2 separate regions of the Bicyclus anynana genome follow, and region 2 is linked to region 1. Evidence: chromatin contacts called from public Hi-C data. All regions are on one chromosome and are shown on one strand. The core of a region is the stretch at or near the end of the contact, and the rest is flanking DNA. Distances in the headings are between cores, read along the strand shown.

Region 1 (3,299 bases), core at 158-2,657:
ATTCAGTTTACTCAGAGTAAAAAATGCCTTTATTACTAGCAAAACACTTTCCCAATTCATTTCAGTCTAGATTCCTTTTTAATTGACATAGTCACTTTATTTAATTGACAAAATTTTTCAGTTCCTTAAATTGTTTATACGAATTTTAATTGAAAGCAATTTTCAACTTTTTTTTTGTTTAGTGTGCAAATCTAAAACTTCTTTAAAAGAATATTTAGTTTACACACACAAACGTACTTGGTACCTACGTCATCTTAAAACAACATCCAAACCTAAACGGACTTTATGGAATAGATTGACATTATTACTTAGTAAGTAAAAACACGTTTTATTTATATTTATTAAGTGTTTCGATGTGTACAAATGTGAGACAATCCGAACACTGCACCATTACATCTATGTAAACTTCTTCCTGACACACGTTATTACGACTAATAACACAAACAAAAGGAAGTTTCGGAGGGTAGTTCGTGTTGCGGTGGTCGCGTCGGACTAGCGCCTTTTTATATTGTTACGATTCAATTGCGAAAGTGACGTGATAATGGTCACCTGTCTGTGGGCGTACGGGCTTTACACGACAATTATACGTCGACCCCCAATCACTAGCGATCTTAGCGGAATTGCAAAGAAAAGAATAGGTCTCGCCATAGTGGTTGAACCAGTGGGTGTGGAGACTTTACGATCATGCAAACAATAGGGCTAAATGGTGTCTATCGTAAATGGCTTGACAAATTGCAACACCCTCGGGCAGAATTGCTTGTTAAGTCCCTTGTTAGTGGTGGCGATTTGTTGTTGTCGTTCCTATTTCTGACCACTTAATAAAAAAAAAACAGTCAAAACAACGATGTCAACTTCCTAGACTAAACTTAATTAGGTAGTAGCCCAGGATCCGTGGAGCATTTTTACAATTGATTACTATCAATTTAATTTTCCGTGAGTATATAATAAGGCAATAAAAATTTCTGAGCGTCAGAAGTAGGTAATGTATTACGCAATTCGTAGGGCATTGACGCATTGTGGTTGCTAAGTTGTATAACTATTAATTAAGCAACTGTAAAAAATATCTGGTTAGTAAAGAAGAATCAAGAATTTTCGTAAATAAAAAAGTTGAGCGTCTCATCAAGATGAAGCTAATCACGGAAAATTAACTTGATATTAATCAATAGTAAAAATGCTCCACTGATCCTAGACTATAGGCACGCATTCATTTAGACAATTTGTAAAATTAAATTGAATGGTAGTAAAGTAATTCTTAAATGATGTTTTAGCGTTTTACTAATAAATGTTGTAGCTAATAGATTTATCGTAACCAATTTTTAATTAAAGTTCTTCATCATTCAGAAGATTTTAAAATTTGGTGCTGCCATCTACGTGTACCCTAGTGAACTATCTCAGTTGTCACAAATGGAAGGTTTGTTTCGAAGTTACAAATTTATGAATGAACCATAACTTTGTTCCGCCATCTAGTGGTGAGTAGTAACAATTCATACTTTTTAAAAATTATTTTAATTTCTTTTTGATCGTCTGAGTGTTTTGAACTTCTGAAATTGATTATTAAACTTCAGTCTACATATATATACCTTTTTAAAATACCCTGCCTGCTACCTACCTGCTAAATTAGAATGACGGACAAAGTTACTGAAATAACTAAACAAGTAGCAAAACTAAAGTTATAATTGGCGGGATACATATTTCTTGTTTTCAGTTGGTCGATCCTTCCTCCACTATGATAGACTTTTTTTTTATTGTAGGAGGATATCCTCATAGATGAAATCCAGGTATCCTGGATGACTATGTCTGACTTCACCGTTGAGTATTTGATACTCGGTGCCCTACTACTAAAACTTCCTACATTCGCCGACCGTCCTTCTCGGTACCGATGTAAACATTACTTCGGTTTAACATTATTACTTTTTTGGGATTATGAAGTCGGATCAATTTGTTTGTTAAAAATATTTTATTTTTCTGTTTTTAGTGTGTCTTAGACTCCTAGCATTTAATTTTCATAGAAATTGGTTTAGTAATTTTGGGTTAAAATGAAAATAATGAAATGACCCGTACTATGGCGCTTGGCAGTCACGGTACGGGAAATTTCGTTATTGTCATTTTAACACAAAATTACTAAAGCGATTTTCATGAAAATTAAATGGGACCAATCTGGAAGAATTTTTAACATACGCTTTGAATTGAGAACCTCCTCCTTTTTTTGAAGTCGGTTAAAAAGTGACACAAGAAGCCGCTGGTTACAAGTCTGAACGTACATTGGCTGATGTGAAGATAATGATGATGATGACCGCGCCTTGCCAGATATGCTCCGGCCCTAATTAGCAGTCATTATCATTATCTCGAGCCGTGATAGCCCAGTGGATATGACCTTTACCTTCGATTTGAAAGGCCTAGGTACAAATCCGGTCCGGGGCACGCACTTCCAACTTTTCAGTAATGTGCATTTTAAGAAATTAAATATCACGTATCTCAAACGGTGAAGGAAAAATATCGTGAGAAAACCTGCACACCAGAGAATTTTCTTAAATCTCTACGTGTGTGAAGTCTGCCAATCCGCATTAGGCCAGTGTGGTGGACTATTGGCCTAACCCCTCTCGTTGTGAGAGGAGACCCGTGCTCAACAGTGAGCCGAAAGTGAGTTGCTAATCTTGATGATCATTATCTCTGATGGATTATCTCCGTCCAGTGCTCTTGTGCCGACTTCCAAATACCACGGCCTTAGCCGGCATCCAATGCCTCCCTTTTTTTTCTAATAGTGTATGTAGGCTAGGCCGTAGGCTCCTTATGGGACCTCAGCGGCGTCACCGAGGGGTAAATGGCTCCCTGCAGCCTGCTTAATGATATAAGTCCACCTAGAGGGGTCAATATTTCATCACCTTGGCCACAGCCTTGGCATTCGAACCATCGATCGCTTCGAACTATGTACCACGGCCCATTGCAACTTCATTGCAACTGTTTCGGTTACTTTGTTTTTTTTTTGTATTTCATCACCAATTCGATCACGATATCGATGGAGCTGAGATGGATTGATCATCTTTGAGTCCAAAATTCCTCATTAGGTATCTGAAGATGAAAATTTTCGAACAGTGCGTGTTGCCAGTGATGACTTACGGATCCGAGATTTGGGCGCTAACTTCGGCCCTCATAAGAAGGCTCCAAGTCTGCGGGCGATGGAGCGAGCTCGGAGTTTCTCTGCGTGATCGAATCAGAAATGAGGAGATCCGCAAAAGAACACTAAGTCACCGACATAGCTCAGCTAGTCGCGAAGCAGAAGTGGAAATTCGCAACGCACA
Region 2 (3,672 bases), core at 861-3,360, 99 kb after region 1:
ATTTTAACACTAATAAATACGTCCTGTGTCCTTACACAACTGTAAATTATAAATCGTAATACGCACACGTGTAATTTTAGCACAATGAAACATCGATTCTATAGATCCAGTTTGTATAACAACGTGATCATATAGTTTTGACAGAGGGGTAACGTCTAGCCAGGCAGGTCCTAGCACTAGCAGCGGACGTCCATCGGCTGTTAATGATGCTTATGATGAATGAAATACTCCACATAACGAGGCAGCTAGATCGCATAATGTTTAATGGATCTCTATCGGCCGGAATAGACAATGTCCAATGATGCTACCATTTTTCATATTTTTTATTCCACATTATGTTAATATTAACATACGATATGAGTGAATATTAAAAAATGCTATTTACTTAGAAAGAGCCATAGTAGCTCAACGATAAAGCAGTCGGAGTTACGGAGTCGGTGGTTCGATCCCCGTAAATTTACGTAAATTTTACACTCGACAAAACGAGGCAGCTAGTTCGCATAATGTTTAGTGGATCTCTATCGGCCGGAATAGGCAATGTCGAATGATGTTACCTACCATTTACTTTATTTTTTTACTCCACATTGTGTTAATATTAAAGTAGTGTAGTAGTAGTGAATATTAAAAAAAACCCTATATACTTAGCAAAAGCCTTTTAGCTCAACGGTTAAGCAGTCGGAGTCATCAATGGTGGTTCGATCCCCGTAAAACGTAAATTCTAAATATAATTCCTCCAAGTAGTCCTTCATGATTAGTTAGAGGGAAATGGTAATGGTAATGACAAATATTCTTTTTAAAAATTAGACGTCACGGTCCAAATTGCGCAGTTACTTACCGTACTAATACCACTAATTTGAACCCAGGACCTCGTTTTCTAAGACCACATAGGCTAACCAGTGTACCATAGAGGCATACCAATAATAGCGCTGCTTAATGTCGCGTATCGGATTCATTGAAACCTTACGAATGAAATTAATCCGGTTACAGAGGAAGTGGGTCATTTTCTCCCTCAGCTTGTGTTGATACATTACCATAGACCTCGGCGGATAATGGTGCGGCGCATTGCGGTGACTTCATACTTTCATACGCAAATCGCGTCGTTTTCATTAACTGTTCTATTGTGGTAGGCGTCCACTGATCCGCATCGTATGTATCAGACTCGTCTCAACAAACGAATTTTTTATTTTACGGTAGAAAAAATCCGTTTGATGCGTTCCCCACGATGCGGATCAGTGGACGCACTTTTATAACTTTTTATAGTAAGTATAGTTAAATCCGTTTGATACCATACATCCAATGTGTACAATGTGGATATGTGGACGCTGTGCAGCGCATTGCGGGACTTCATACTTTCATACGCAAATCGCATCGTTTTCATTAACTGTTCTATTATAGTAGGCTTCCACTGATCCGTATCGTACGTATCGGACGCATCGGATCAAACGGATTTTTAATTTTTCGGTAGGAAAAATCCGTAAGATGCGGATCAGTGGACGCACTTGTATGACTTTCTATAGCAGGGTTTCTCAAAGTGGGGTACGCGAACCCCCTAACATTAAATCCATTTGCGACAAGAAAGAAGCACACCCATCACATTAATATTACAAAAACATTTCTTTTAGTACTTTATGTGTTACCTTTTATTCAAATAAAAACCTTATTTTCTTTAGCAGTCAAAATATTTTTTTTTTGGGGAGGAGGAGGAGGTTCGTTAGTAAGCGTTAGTAAGGGGTTCGCTGTCAATTGGAAATTTTAACAGAGGTTCGTGGAGCCGAAAGTTTGAGAAACCCTTTTCTATACTAAGAATACTAAAATCCGTTTGATGCCATGCGTCCGATGTGTACTTACGATGCGGATATGTGGACGCCTACCGTAATAGTGCGGCGCATTGCAGTGACTTCATAGTTTCATCGCATCGTTTTCATTAACTGTTTCTATTATGGTACGGTTACAGAGAGACTTGTTGTCGTTTGATAACTTCTTACTACATAAGTAAGTCGTGACTTTAAGTTTTCGACTTTACTTATTACCATTATTATGCTTTTATAAGAAGTTAGTGCTCAAAAGATCACATAGCTCGTAAAAAGTATAGCGCCATCTATTGAGTCATTTTTAAAATATAACAAATAGCACCATCTGGCGGCGAGTAGCTAAAATACTAAATTTATATTCATTACTAGATGGCAATAGTTGTATTAAAAAGTTCTAGATTTGTATAGTTTGATAGGTAACTTGGCATAAGTTCCTTTGTATTCTTTCTCAATAAATAAAAAAGAAATTAAAAAGAAATAACCTGAAATATAAAATGTGAAAGGTCCTCATTGGGGGCACCACATGTATTTTTTTAACCACTGTTGCGGAATTAGAATTTGTTTTTTTTTTTATTTTTTGGTCAGGCCAATATTGAGATATTGAACGTTCAGATACTGAATAAACGTTAAAATATTGATTAAAAAACTGAAATTTACATTTTATTTTAAAGTAGTGGATGCCCGCGACTTTGTACGCGTAAAATTCAGTGGAACCATTGATGTTTCTTGTTTATAAAATAGCCTATAATAATAATGTAGTTTAATATCTTTATCTTGCAGTAAAAGTTCTGTTAAAATCAGTTCAGTTGTTCCAGAGATTAGTCCGGAGTCCGGACAAAAAATAGACAGACATACAAAACCCCTTTATAATATTAGTATTACAAGTTAGCCCTTGATTGTTATCTCACGTTTTATGTGACGATGTAATCTAAGATAGAAGCGGACTTGAAAGAGGAACAAGTTCTATCCATACATAGTTCTGACGGTTTCTACACGGCATCGTACCGGAACGCTAAATCGCTTGGCGTAAGTTTTTGTCGGTATGGGGTAGTAACTATCCACGGTAGACCAAACCTGATCACATTTAAAAAATATAAAATCCTTAACCGACTCGAACTGGGAATCAAACCCCGGATCTCTCTGTTGAGAACCACAACACTATAGTCCACAAGTTTAGGTTTTTTACACAACAATAATAGTACTCAAAAAGGTTCTTTTTTATATTTCTTTTTTCTAAAGCGACACTTTTCGTTTCGATTCACATACATTTTATTTTTAATAATAAGCTTTACGGCTCTGGGTTCTAGCCCTTTTGAGTCCGGATTCACATACAATAAATTAATTATCTCGGACCAATTATAGAAAGACCTGACTCGCAAGACGTTGCCTCTCTGTCAAACAACCGATCGATTGTATCGATGTTTCATTGTTGTAATCGTTTTCGTCGTCTAAAAAACTCCCTAAAAATTCAGGTTTGTGTAGTAAGTAGTCAGTCAATCACAACTTCTAATTCACTAAAAGATAACGTGACGTTTAATTTGAAAATATTTCTATTTTATTTTTGTTATTCTTTACATGTTAGCCCTTGATTTCAGTCTCACCTCTCTATGGTAACTGATGATGCAATCTAAGATAGAAGCGGGCTTACTTGTTAGGAGGAGTTGAATACCTACCCGATCTGACTATAGCAAGTGCGCCAGAAAGGCCATCAAAAAAGGTATAATAGTAGTTACCTCGCTAAGTATTAACGTAGTGATGTTCCCACAAACAAAGTAAAGACTAAAGGGCTTTATTTAGCGCGACGACGTGAACAAGAAATAGAGTAATACGTAATCGTAGTCGATGACGTCACTTCCAGGGC

Evidence for each region. Hi-C and Micro-C count contacts between places; a contact is called where the count stands out from the background.
Region 2: a contact with region 1 is called in a Hi-C map of whole body, with 5 times the contacts expected there. The contact joins two enhancer-like sites. A contact is called at or near these places in 2 of 2 Hi-C or Micro-C datasets (whole body and whole larva).

What each region holds. Positions count from the first base shown.
Region 1 is chr7:1,525,939-1,529,237 of ilBicAnyn1.1, forward strand. The region is part of intron 1 of LOC112047339 (four and a half LIM domains protein 2); the gene reads right to left. Among protein-coding and RNA genes, the nearest start is that of LOC112047341, 30 kb to the right of the region's middle. Within about 2 kb of position 1,408, at least 6 of the 8 cell types and tissues checked have open chromatin away from gene starts, as enhancers often do.
Region 2 is chr7:1,623,826-1,627,497 of ilBicAnyn1.1, forward strand. No RefSeq gene overlaps it. Among protein-coding and RNA genes, the nearest start is that of LOC112047392, 8.2 kb to the right of the region's middle. Within about 2 kb of position 2,111, at least 6 of the 8 cell types and tissues checked have open chromatin away from gene starts, as enhancers often do.